Regions from separate parts of the Mus musculus genome. Here region 2 is linked to region 1. Evidence: chromatin contacts called from public Hi-C data. All regions are on one chromosome and are shown on one strand. The core of a region is the stretch at or near the end of the contact, and the rest is flanking DNA. Distances in the headings are between cores, read along the strand shown.

Region 1 (6,447 bases), core at 1,308-3,807:
AAGCCTACTTACTCATATTGATCTAAGTTGTTGGATTTCTTCCCTGTGACGTAATTACTTGGGATATATCCTTCACTCCTAGAAGTGGACAAGCAAACAAAGAGAAACGACTTTACTGTTTGTCTCAGGAAAGGCAACTGGTCTTCTAAAGCCCATTACCTAAAGTTTATAGGAAAACGCACCCATCCCAATAATTCAATATATCTGTATTGTCTCACACTTTACAATGTGTGCCCATGTTTGATCCCCACAGAGATTATGGATATGCAGACATTATGATACCCAATTTCTCATGAAGAACCAAAAACTAGACTAAGATGCTCTCTTGGGCCCACCCCCAAAGTCAGCCAGCAGCAGGGTTTAAACTTGCCAATATTCCATGCTGCTGGTGAAGAAGAAATGATCATTTCTTGGAATGTCTTAATGAAACTACTACATCACAAGGTGTAAGCATTGAATGGAGTCACCAGCTGCTCTAATACCTCAACAAGTACTGCAGGACAGCATCCAATGGGAGCACGTGCCCTCTGAATTAGTATCATAAGGAACTTTTTTTAAAGGAAAAATTATTGTTAGGAATCGAGAAGGCCTGTATGGTACAAAGGAACCTTCCATTTTACCCCCAGAAACTCCTATGTACTGTTTAGTAGGAGTTATGAAACTCATGTATAAAATTTTTTAAAAGTAGATGCTTTATAGTGTTTTATTTGGTACTGAACCTTTTAGTAAAAGCTTATCATAAACATGCAGACGTGCACACATTTTTCTGCACCGACAGAAGCCTAGAAGCGATAACAGTATACTAACAAATAGAATCCCAGAATTCCACCTATTATTTATAAAACACTGTTTCTGACTAAAAGAGGCAGAATTCCCTTGAAATATCAAACTGCAGGTCTGGCGAGGAAAAATACAAGGTGAACTTGAGTTATTTTACTGAGCCAGAAAGGAAAGAAAAATCACAGCAGCTACCACTGAACTAAGCAACAGAATGATGGCTACTTTGGATCAAAACCTACATAAAAGAATCCACGATGGTAAGAAAAACTACTGGGTACCACTGTAATCATCAGAGGAAATCCAGTCATCAACTCCTGAAAAACAGTGAGAGTTCAAGATCAGCTTTATCTGCCTCTCCTACAGGGCCTGATGCACTCATCTGTAAGGCAGGTGCTTGGAGGATGAAATGCTGGGTATGCTGGCAGAGTTAGGAAAGGCATCATTTTGTAACGCCTAGTCAAAGAGTGGCTCTCTAGCATCAAGAGGGAACACAGTAAGAGAACTTTACAGTGTGTCTGTCAGGCCAGTTCCTGAACCACGAACTCGGTACCACCGACAACAGCACAGCTAGAGCTCATCTCTAAGGTGACCAAGCTTCTAACTCCAACCACCAGATTACCAAAAATGAGATGACACAGAGGTATGCCAAACATCCCAAGAAGCAGACGGTCCACTTGCGATAGATGATGATGGTTCATTTGATAAGCTAAATAAACTCATCTCGTCAACAGATCAAAAATGGAAAGTGTAAAATAAAACAAAAAGACAGACAAACAAACAAAAAGCCCACAGGAGACATCCAAGTCAGGTATGGGGGCACATGCCAATGGTCTCTTCCTTTAAGACTTAAATTACCTGTACAAGTAATGCTTACTGTATATATACATATATGTGTATCTTATATACATTTATACCTATATACACACTGACAGAGATAATGAAAAACTCGAATAATAAGTTGTTCCCTTATACTGTGAATATACAGAGAGAGAGAAATTAGAAGAAAGTTTCAATAAATTACTTCTTACAAAAAAAAATGTAGCAAAATGTAGAGCGCTGTGTAGCGTGTGTGATGATCCAAGTTTGATCCCAGCACGCACATACAAAGAAAGAAAGGAGAGAAGGGGGAGGGGAGGAAGCAAGGAGGAAGAAAGGGATAGAAGAAAGGGAGGGAGGGAGGGAGGGAGGGAGGGAGGGAGGGAGGGAGGGAGGGAGGGAAGAGAGGAAAGGAAGACAAGGGAAAGAAGGGAGGGAAGTGGGAGGGAAGGAGAAAGAAAGGAGGGAAGGGAAGGAGAGGGAGAGAGGGAAGACGACAGTTTTAGTGAATGAGAACTAAGTATAATGCATTCAAACACCTGGAAGGAGGTAATTGATTAATTTGCATTTATGGAGTGATCACTAAGGATACATATACTTCAGAGTTGGTGAGATAGTTTAGTGGGTAAAGAAACCAGCCACTCAAATCAAACAACCTGAATTTAATCCCTGAAACCCAAGTCAAGGATGACAGAGAACCAGCTCCACAAGCTACCCTTGAGTAGACCCTGGCATGCAGGCAGACACAACACACACACACACACACAGACACATGCACACAGACACACAACACACACACAGACACACACACACACCAATAACAAAAATAAACGTAAATTTTAAGTAAATTTTAAAATGCCCCTCACGATGCTGCAAATTCAGTTTGCTTGCACTCGTGGCCAGCTGGACTAAGTCTGTTGTAAGCAATTAGAGTGTTCACACTTCCCTCGGCACGTGACTCACACCCTCTGAGAGTCACACGCCAATGAAGCACTTACCCATACTTATCTCTCGCTCTCCACCAATGGAGGTCATTCTTTTCCAGGATGATATACTCTTGGCCTCTCTCTAACCTGAGGTCATGTGCTTCCGTCGCTTGGAAGTCATACATCGCTACAACGATTTCTTCAGTATTTTCTTCCTCTGGGGGAATTGGTGGAGGAGGCCTTCTCTATGCAAAGAGAGTCACATTGTCAAGTTCAGCTTCTATTTGTAAGGGATCATGAGGCACAGCCGTAAAGCACTACAGAAGTCACAAGTCACCCTAGAGGGAAGCCTCAGGTCTAGCCCTCCACGACAAGGCTGGTGCTGTTGGAATTCTTAAGAGTTAAGATTCAAGGGAGGAGCAAAGCCTGCCCTTTTTTTTTAAGTATTTACAAGGGTTTTGCTTGACAATTGCTTGTTTGGCCTCAGGTCAAGGATCATTTTCCAGAGAGAGAGGCAATGAGAACTTACAAGTAGGTACTAGGCAGACTAAAGGACCAGACGTGGTGGGAGACTGATGCATCATGGACTCTATTGCTAGATCTCCCACTCCGAGCAATGTGCATGCCCTTGTCCCTTCATTGTGTAAAGCACATGCTTAGGATCTTACAGGTTTCCTTATTTATTCTTCGTGATGCTACAATGAAATAAGCCTACAGCTGAAGCAAGCCACCCATAGTTACTCACAGTTCCTATTGGCTAAGGTCCTGACTGGGTCCAAATTACATGTTACTCTACCATATCCCACTCCACAGGCATATCATTACATTTCTAAAGCCACTCCTTTATTGTGCTGTGTTCTTACGACAGTTCATGTGCCTTTAAAATATCACACCTCCCAAATGGACTCTGAGGCCAATCTACAGCCAAATGCCAGCAGGTAACAATGATAAAACTGACCCCAACAACAAAAGCTAAAGAACTAAGCTGATAGTGCTGATATTAAGAACTATTCAAATGGGCTCCAGCACACCTGCTTCTCAGGTGGTCCTGGAAGAAAGCAGGACAGCATGGCTGAACATAGCATAGTCAATAAAGCACAGACCCACCCCAAACACAACTTAAAGACGAGGTAGGGGAGGTCCTGTTGCTACGGTCTTGTTCCCCAATTGGTCCTTGACTTGTCAATAAAGAGGGCCGGGAGCCAATTGCTGGACGGAAGGTACAAGTGGGAATTCCAGGTCCCAAGAGGAAAAGGAGACACAGGGAAGGAGAGAAGGCTTTTTCTGCCATGCTTTGGAATGAGAAATAAGCAGCAGTCATGTAAGGTCTCCAGGCAGCTAGGGCCTTCGGTCTCCACCATGGGCCCGGGGCCAGGAGATTGGCGGGGCATGGCTGATACAAGCCACTAAGTTTAGGGCAGGAGAAGAAAGGGAGATAATAATTGGTAAGGGCATGCCTTTGAGGCAGGAGATAGCTGAGCCCAGCAATTGTGCCTAGCCAGCAACTAGTAATAAAGTTGTCTGTCTGTCCTTCATCCGTGGATTCTAGGATCTCAGGAGTGGGCTGGTAACGTTACCCCTCCAGGAGCAGAGGCCGGTCGGAAAGAGAAGCCGGGTCAGTGCCAGCAGCACAGATGCCGAAGCAGACCCCGGAGCTAAGCAGGATAGCATGAGAGGGAGCCAGGAGTGGGCTGGTAGCTCGGTTGTAGCTCCCAGGCTAAAGCGGGAGCATGTTTTTAAAACTACATGCAACAAAGACGTGACATGTGAAGGCAGAGACCACTCACCTTCTTTATTTCTGGCGCGGGAGGCAGGGTCTTTCTTATACCTGTAAATGCCAATAACTGTAGATCATGGTGGTGCCCCACAAGAACTGACAGAAGATACTAGTGTCGGAGAGTGAGCTGTCCGCAGGGAGCCGCTGTGCCCAACTCCCCACCTACTCTAACATCAGGACCTCAGGATTGCCTCAACTGGATCATCTGGCCTCTTACTTCTCAATTCTCAAAGTGAAGCAAAAGATAAACTGGAGCTGGGGTCTGACAGAGCGGGTGCTTAGCAGTATGAGGCCCTGGCTCAGTGCTTAGCATCATGGAAAAGCAGATGAATAAACCCATATGCTGGTTACGGTGGTGTTCCCTTATCTGTGGCTTCACCTCCCACAGATTGAGTTGTACCAGCGTGAGAGCCATGGTATGAAAATACTAAATGGAGCAACTCGAGAGCTTGCATTTGCACTCTCCTGAGAAATGTGATAACAATCTCTACTTGTCTGCTCACACCCTCCCAGGCCATGAATCATCCCTTGGTCCAGCACGTCCACACTGCATCCACTCTCTGCTCCATTAGTTACATTACCATCTCGGCTCCCATATCAAATGTGGTGGGATCACGGCACATCAATCATTTTTAACTGATGACTCCGAAGGAAAGCATAGCAATGCTGGCACTCACATACACCAAAGAGAAGCCAAAAAATAAAAATGGACCCTTGATCTGAAAAGCTAAAAGGTCTCAATAAGGAGATTAAAAAAACACTGCTATTACTAAGATAACACAATAAGAAAGTGTGTTTAATAACTTTGATTGTGGCATGAGATTAGAGTTGTATTTTATTGACATGTATCGTAGTTAATTTCTTATTGGGTCCAAATCATAAATTACTTTATAGCTGGTATGTATGTATATAGGTATCGAGAAAGAGTATATGTAACATTCTATGCACTGGGGACAGATTCTCTGAAGATAAGGTGATACCACTGTAAAGACATAGTGAACATAGATAAAGTTCTAATCAAGGGGATGGGCCAATTTAGACCCTGTCCCCATAAAAACCTGTGGGCACCTGGGTCCTCTCATCACTCTGTGACCAAAGGAGAAAGAGTGGCAGAGTTGAAACAACCTCGACAGCCACCAGCAGAATCGTGCCTGCCAGATCTGGGCCAGCTGCTTGCCTCTGTAACTTTAACTAGCTGTGACTTCTCAGCCATGTCTACAGCAAGTCAGGCTGGACTTTACCTAGGTATGTAATAACAACAGTCTGGAAGCCTGGATCTCTCTTGTTTATGTGCTAGGTGAATGCCAGCATGACTACCCAGGAAGATTCAGAGTGGAGGAACTCGGGATCAGGGTTGTTCTTGCCCAAGGCAACAGCCCTGAGGAATGGCCACTATCTCCCTCCCCAGAAGTTGCATTGATGCAACACACATCTCGAAAAAAACCAAAATAAAAAAAAAAGAAAGAAAAGAAAAAAGAAAGAAAGAAAGAAAGAAAGAAAGGAAGGAAGGAAAGAAGGAAGGAAGGAAGGAAGGAAGGAAGGAAGGAAGGAAGAAAAAGAGAGAGAGAGAGAGAAAGAAAAAGAAAAATAGAAAAGATGCAACACGGGCTGGTGACATGGCTCAGCAGGTAAGAGCACCCGACTGCTCTTCCGAAGGTCTGGAGTTCAAATCCCAGCACCCACATGGTGGCTCACAACCATCCGTAATGAGATATGACTCCCCCTTCTGGAGTGTCTGAAGACAGCTACAGTGTAGTTACATATAATAAATAATAAATAAATCTTTTTAAAAAAAAGAAAAGATGCAACACACATGGCAGCCACAATGCAGGGTGACTCCATAGGACATCCCATCCTCCTTGGTACTAGTAGCTTTTGGTCTCTGTGGTTTTCACTCATGACTCTCACGGTAAGGGTTTATAGGGGTCCTGGGTGCATCTGAGCCTGGGATTACAGGCATGCACTGCCACCTATGGTCCACACTTATAACAGATTCATTTTAACAGACCTCACTGCTGTAATTAAGCTCCCCGAAGAGGCCTCGCCTCTGCAAGGTCCCACTGCTACATAAACACCATCGATCTCAGAGGCTGTATCTGCCCTGTAGTGTCCTCCACTCCATCAGCATCAAAATCCCATCACTTCTCC
Region 2 (6,447 bases), core at 2,468-4,967, 110 kb after region 1:
TGCCTAAAATCGTATTTTCTTATCGACAGTCTTGAGTTGTCCACTTACGTGGCATGCAGTTTTTAGGTACCCACCTTTACGCTCGTGGGCGGGCCGTGCTTCCAGCCACCCGCCCAGGGTCTCTTTGGATCCAGGGATGAAAGACACACAGACATTAGAGTAGACACACAGACATTAGAGTGTTCTTAACATGACTTAATGGCTCAATGGCTGAGCACTTCTAAGCCTCCCGCAACTGGCGTGCCCTTCCCTCCAGTACTCTGTCTGAACACCTTCCAAATCTACCTTGACTTTGCTGCCCGATTACCTTCTGTGATGCCCCCTTCCTCTTTGCTGCCCAAGGCGCTACCAGGCAGCCCTCCTATGAGCTGCTTTCCCTTTCTGCCTATATTTTAAATGATCTTCTCTACAGCTCTGAGTCTGTTCTGGCTCTCTTTCCCAAGTATAATGATCTCTCTCTCTCTCTCCCTGCATCTTAGCCTGCGCAACTCTAAGGGTCCCGCCCCACCTCCTTTTTCCCAGCACTGGCCAGTGGCACTTTTATTGGTCAATTAAAAACTAATTGGGGACATGGAGGCCATAACTTTCATTACGTTGCATTCAAATATTTTGTTTATCGAATGCGCATTAAAGTCACCAAATAATATGTGAGAGAAAGTGCTCATAATGCCCAGCAGGGGAAAATGGTAAAATCCATAATAAATAGAAGTCAGACAGATGAAAGAGAAAATAACATCTATAAAAATGGGCCAAGAACATAAACAGGTGTGTTTCGAAGAAAACCTAACCGTAAAACATAGAAACACAAGTTCTGCCTGCTGGTAATTACAAGTGCAAATTACAAAGTGAAGCAATAAAGATTCAAAGCTTGACTTTCCTCCGACTGGAAAGGCTTTCAGTACTGGCCTAGGAGAGGATGCGATTTTCTGTTGAGTGTCAGGTACAGCCATTAGGAAGAAAGCCAGCCACACCTTGTAAAGCTAAGGGTGTCCTTGTGCCAATGAAACTTTCCCACATAGATATAAGGAAGGACAGCCGGGGAGTGTTTACTACATCAGAACAATGAAGAAGGAACAATACAAAAGCACTCTAGACAACAGAGACAGCTCAGGGGCTTGCTGCCAATTCTGATGGAAGACCTAAATTCAATCCCTAGGACCCATAAGGAGAAAATCAGTCCCTGAAGCTTGTCCCCTGCCTTTCACAAGTGTGCTTTGGCACATACCCACACACCTAACACCCATACTTACAAGTTAATTCTGTCCCTAGGATAACTTTCTGATGTAAGGGTAAACTCCAGTTAAAATCAAAGAACGCTTGTTTCCAGGATTGTCTTGGTTGGGTGCCCACCCTCCCATCCCTCAGTGCCCAATGACAGTATGATTTGAAAGGACTTCCCAAGATTCCTCTACTCTTACACAGGTCAGTAAGGTGTTGTTGCTGTTGTTGTTGTTGTTGTTGTTGTTGCTGTTGTTGAACTTGCACACAGGCTTTGTCTTGGACAACGTGCTTTTGGGGGCTGTGGATTTAAACTATCTGTTCAAATCCTGCAACACAAAGCACAGAGCGCCTGGGGTCCAGGTTAGGATGCAAACACATACGATAAATCTGATGAACGTCTTTACATCATTATAGACATGAGTGGCTCAGTCGATTGTTACACTAGTGAGAGGGGACTTAGCTGTGCTACAGTGCTTGTATGGCACCTGTGAGGCCCTGGGTTCCATGCCCAGCACCCTGGTAAACTGCAATACTTCTATAATTTTAATGTTTTCTTTAATAACCTAATTTTTAAAATTATCAAATATCCCAAATCTACAGAAAATATCCTAAGCATTGGCCTATCATCTCAAAATTCCTCTGTGTGTGTGTGCGTGTCTCTGTCTCTGTCTGTCTGTGTCTGTCTGTCTGTCTCTGTCTGTCTCTGTCTGTCTCTGTCTCTCTCTCTGTCTCTGTCTTTCTCTCTCTCTCTGTCTCTCTGTCTCTCTCTGTCTCTCGCTCTGTCTCTGTCTCTTTCTGTCTCTGTCTCTCTGTCTCTCTGTCTCTCTCTCTCTCTCTCTCTCTCTCTCTCTCTCTCTCTCTCTCTCTGTGTGTGTGTGTGTGTTCCACTCTGTAGCCCCAGCTGGATTGGAACTCACAGAGCTCTGTCTGCCTCCCAACTCCCAAGTGCTAGGATTAAAAGCATGCACCACCACACCTCGCTTTACCATGTCAATTTTTAATTCTTTTTTATTATTTCATGTATATGAATGTTTTGCCTGCGTGCCACATGTGTGCCATGCTTACAGAGGGCAGGTGAAAGCACTGGATTAGAACTGGAGTAAACCGGGGTGGCACACGCCTTTAATCCCAGCACTTGAGAGGCAGAGGCAGGCAGATTTCTGAGTTCGAGGCCAGCCTGGTCCTACAAAGTGAGTTCCAGGACAGCCAGGGCTACACAGAGAAACCCTGTCTCGAAAAACCAAAAAACAAACAAACAAACAAACAAAAACAAAAGAAGAAGAAGAAGAAGAAGAAGAAGAAGAAGAAGAAGAAGAAGAAGAAGAAGAAGAAGAAGAAGAAGAAGAAGAAGAAGAAGAAGAACTGGAGTAACATAGCTGTGAGCCACCACGTGGGTGCTGGGAATTGAACCGGGGTTCTCTAGAAGAACAGCAAGTGATCCTAACCACTGGACTACCCCTTTAGTCTCACCATCTCTATTTAAATAGTGCCTATCTTTCTGGAATAAGCACTCTGACACAGAGGGGAGAGGAAGAGATGTCATGGGTAGACTGAAGTCAGGATCGTTCCTGAAAGCCCTCAGGATCGGGTCCTATTTGTAGTTTCATTTTCTACTCTAAAACAGTGGTTCTCAACCTGTAGGTTGTGACCCCTTTAGGGACAACTGTTTCACAGAGGTCACTATCAGATATTTACATTACAATTCATGGCACTCGTAAAATCACAGTGATGAATTAGCGACGATAATGATTGTATGGCTGGGGGTCAGCACAGCATGAAGAACTGTATTAAAGGGTCTCAGCATTGTGAAGCTTGAGAAACACTGGTCTAAACCCACAGTGTGGAGTGAACAGTGTAGATCTTACAGAAGCCTATGTGGCAGTCAGCAGTCAGCAGGTTGTTAAAGGATATGGCCCATTGTTTCGGCTCCCGGGCTTTCTGTTCCAGGTAGCAAGGGTACCTAGAACAGAAGCAAGTCACGCTTGGTAACTAGGCAGTACAGCAGTGCTTTCTATAACTCACTAAATAAATCAATGTCCAATACGTGGTCTTTTCTACGTTATTTACATATTTTTTGCCATCTTTGCTTCAGAAGGTTTTCCTCTAAATAAATAAAATATTGAGAGGGATAGAGAGATGGTGGTTAAGAACACTTGTTGCAGCTGAGCCCGGCTGGTGCCTTAACCCCAGCACTCGGAAGACAGAGGCAGGAGGCTCACTGAGTTCAAATGCTGGGATTAAAGACAGATGCTGTGCACCACCCAGCCTTGCAAAGTATTCTTGCATTAAAAAACAAATCAAACAAACGAAAACTAAATCCTCTCAGGAAAAAAAAAAACTTTTCAGTAATCATTAAGACACTTGGTAAATTTGACTTTATCAAGCTAGCTGAAGATAGATCACCCTGGGGATTTTGACGCCCTGGCTGGTAGGAGCCCAAATGGGCCCCCGCAGTTTGAATTCCATAGTAAAGTCTCCTTCTTGCCACTAGGTGGCGCTTCCTGGCTTTCGGCGAGGTTACTGCATTGTCTCTCTGTTACCTCGAGGTATTGACTTTTTACTTTGAAGGGTGTGGACACTAGCTGCCGGAATGTCACCGGGATTGTGATCCGGATCCTGGTGGTAACTGAGATTGCACCTCACGTCTCGCGTCTTGCATCTCACACCTCAAATACTTACTGTCTCTCCTAGCCAATTTACTCACTCATACTGTGTCAGTGGTGTTTTTCTAAGAGTTATATTTTTTGCTGAAAGGACCCAGATATAGCTGTCTCTTGTGAGACTGTGCTGGGGCCTAGCAAACACAGAAGTGGATGCTCACAGTCAGCTATTGGATGGATCACAGGGCCCCCAATGGAGGAGCTAGAGAAAGTATCCAAGGAGCTAAAGAGATCTGCAACCCTATAGGTGCAACAACATTATGAACTAACCAGTACCCCGGAGCTCTTGACTCTAGCTGCATATGTATCAAAAGATGGCCTAGTCAGCCATCACTGGAAAGAGAGGCCCATTGGTTGTGCAAACTTTATATGCCCCAGTACAGGGGAACGCCAGGGCCAAGAAGTGGGAGTGGGTGGGTGGGGGAGCATGTGGGGGACTTTTGGGATAGCATTGGAAATGTAAATGAAATAAATACCTAATTTTTTAAAAGGATATGGTACTTTCTAAAAAAAAATAATGGGAGGGGGGGAGAAAATTATACAACACGAGCCTAAAGGTATTATATCCTCTTCATCTAGGACTCGGATTCACTGCTTAATGGTGCTTTAACATTCTGTCTGTCTTTCTATCTGCCCATCCATCAATCATCTATATTCCCTCCATCCCTCACTCAATTTTCTTTTCTCAGAACAAAATCAGGAGGCACGCAGCATCAACTTGTCTCTTTAATGAGCAACTATTTTGTTTCTCTGTTGCTAAGTGAATAATGTTTCCGGCTCCTAGTTAAAACAAACAAACAAACAAACAAACAAACCCAAACCCAGTATGTTGATGGGATAACAGGTTGGGACCATACAAGCATCCTTTCTCTAGTGAAACTTTGACCAACTGTTTCCTCAACTGTTAGCAGCTGCTGCCTCCTGACTCTGTTGTTTCTTTTACCTTCCCTACTTGGCAGGCTATTATAATATGGACACTCACTTACACATTCATTCACTTCTGCATGCCAATATATGGCATATTTCATTTTACTCTTTGGCTTAGAATCCACAACTAATATTTATTTTTGGTGCTAATGTTGTCCCAAATTTGGCAAGTGGGATCCTCTTTAACATGTCCTGTAGACCTGAGACCTTCCCTATTCTCAGTTGCAAAATGATCTTTATCTTATCTTGGGTCTCCCTCGGCAACCTGGAATTGGAAACTTCTCCAGTGAGCTCCAGGTCCTTTCAGTCAATTACTTTAGACACCAAACTGGTGTGAGGCGTGCTCACTGTTACCAAGATGCCACTCTTACCAGGCATTCTTGCCAAACAGACCCCCACGCCCATCCATACTGTACCTATACATAGCCAACATCTGTAACTCATACCTATACATAGCCAACATCTGTAACTCATACCTATACATAGCCAACATCTGTAACTCATAAACCATGATATCACGGCAAGTCTGTAAAGACAACCTTGGCTTCTCTCTTCATCTGTACGCCCTTCTGCAACACTGAGTAGCTTGCCTTCCACCATCTTTTTTATGTTTATTTCTACATAGATTTGTTTTCCCCAACCAGTATCTAGGTCAAATGACACACACACCCTTTTTTTTTTCCCATGAGCCACCTTCTTGGCAGAAGCCACCAAGCCACAGATTAAGTTTACTGTCTCAGTCCCAGACCTGCTTAACCTGCCAGCCCCAATTCTGTATGTCCCCGATCCCAGGTGATCTCTTGACATTTGGCTTCCTCCCCTTTCCTTCCTGAACACATAGAACATTTCTTAACTCTTTCTATGGCACCATGTGAAGGGAATTTGAAAAGAAGTCTTGCTGATCACTGATGCAGTTGGCAGGTTTTAATACAGTATCCGCCCCTCCCCCCATCCCTTTCATGTGGTCTGACTGATGATAACCAATTCTTAAGAATCTGATTATCCATAGCCATCCTCAGACCGTGCTTGGTGTCTTTTTGTTAATTACAAAAAGACAGTTCCTGGAGGGCCCAGAAACTGGATTTAAAGTCTGAAGCCTTCGTTCTGGCATCACAGGGTTAATGCTGTACTTTGTCAAGGGAACTGGCCCAGAAGTCCAAACGAACTGTGTAGGTTAGCCGATCTTGCACTATCAAGATCACCTTATCACCTTAAAGTTGATCTAAGAAGTGGAGATAGATACAGTGGGAGAGACCCTTCCCTCACATCCTGAAAAAAATTTTTTATGAATTTGTTAAAAATTGGAGAAATGACTCAGCTGTCAAGTGCACTTGCACTCTTCAGAGGACCTGCAAAATCGTTGTCACTCCAGTTCCCCGAAATCTGGCGCCCTCTTCTGGCCTCCTCTGGCACTGCACGCACGTGGTATACAGACATCCATGGGGGCAAAATACCCATACATAAAATCTTCACTAAAATAAGCAGAAATCACCCCAATCATAGCTCTTTGGTATAATTTCTTCCTACTTATTCTATGCTTTTGTTTGTTTGTTTGCTTGCTTGCTTTTGAGAGAAAGATGCTTGCTATGTAACCTAGGCCGACCCCACATTCTTGATCCTCTTGGCTTAGCTAATCCCA

Evidence for each region. A called contact is a pair of places that touch in the nucleus more often than the background predicts.
Region 2: a Hi-C map of bone marrow-derived macrophages shows a contact between it and region 1, with 44 read pairs. The contact joins two enhancer-like sites. A contact is called at or near these places in 2 of 39 promoter capture datasets (the 3T3-L1 cell line and the C10 cell line), 2 of 15 datasets of contacts at CTCF or cohesin (large pre-B cells and pro-B cells), 4 of 484 Hi-C or Micro-C datasets (the P5424 cell line, bone marrow-derived macrophages, embryonic fibroblasts and 1 more), 4 of 115 datasets of contacts at active chromatin or transcription factors (acute myeloid leukemia, embryonic stem cells and microglia) and 4 of 9 other capture datasets (adipose tissue, bone marrow-derived macrophages, liver and 1 more).

The regions. Positions count from the first base shown.
Region 1 is chr5:72,779,409-72,785,855 of GRCm38.p6, forward strand. Tec (tec protein tyrosine kinase) reads right to left here. Exons shown (of 19, transcript NM_001113460.2): 7 at 4,310-4,350; 8 at 2,595-2,767; 9 at 13-78. Among named protein-coding and RNA genes, the nearest start is that of Txk, 30 kb to the left of the region's middle. Within about 2 kb of position 2,558, at least 2 of the 459 cell types and tissues checked have an H3K27ac peak or open chromatin away from gene starts, as enhancers often do. A contact at or near this core is called in bone marrow-derived macrophages, where this site is marked.
Region 2 is chr5:72,887,979-72,894,425 of GRCm38.p6, forward strand. No RefSeq gene overlaps it. Among named protein-coding and RNA genes, the nearest start is that of Tec, 23 kb to the left of the region's middle. Within about 2 kb of position 3,718, at least 8 of the 459 cell types and tissues checked have an H3K27ac peak or open chromatin away from gene starts, as enhancers often do. A contact at or near this core is called in bone marrow-derived macrophages, where this site is marked.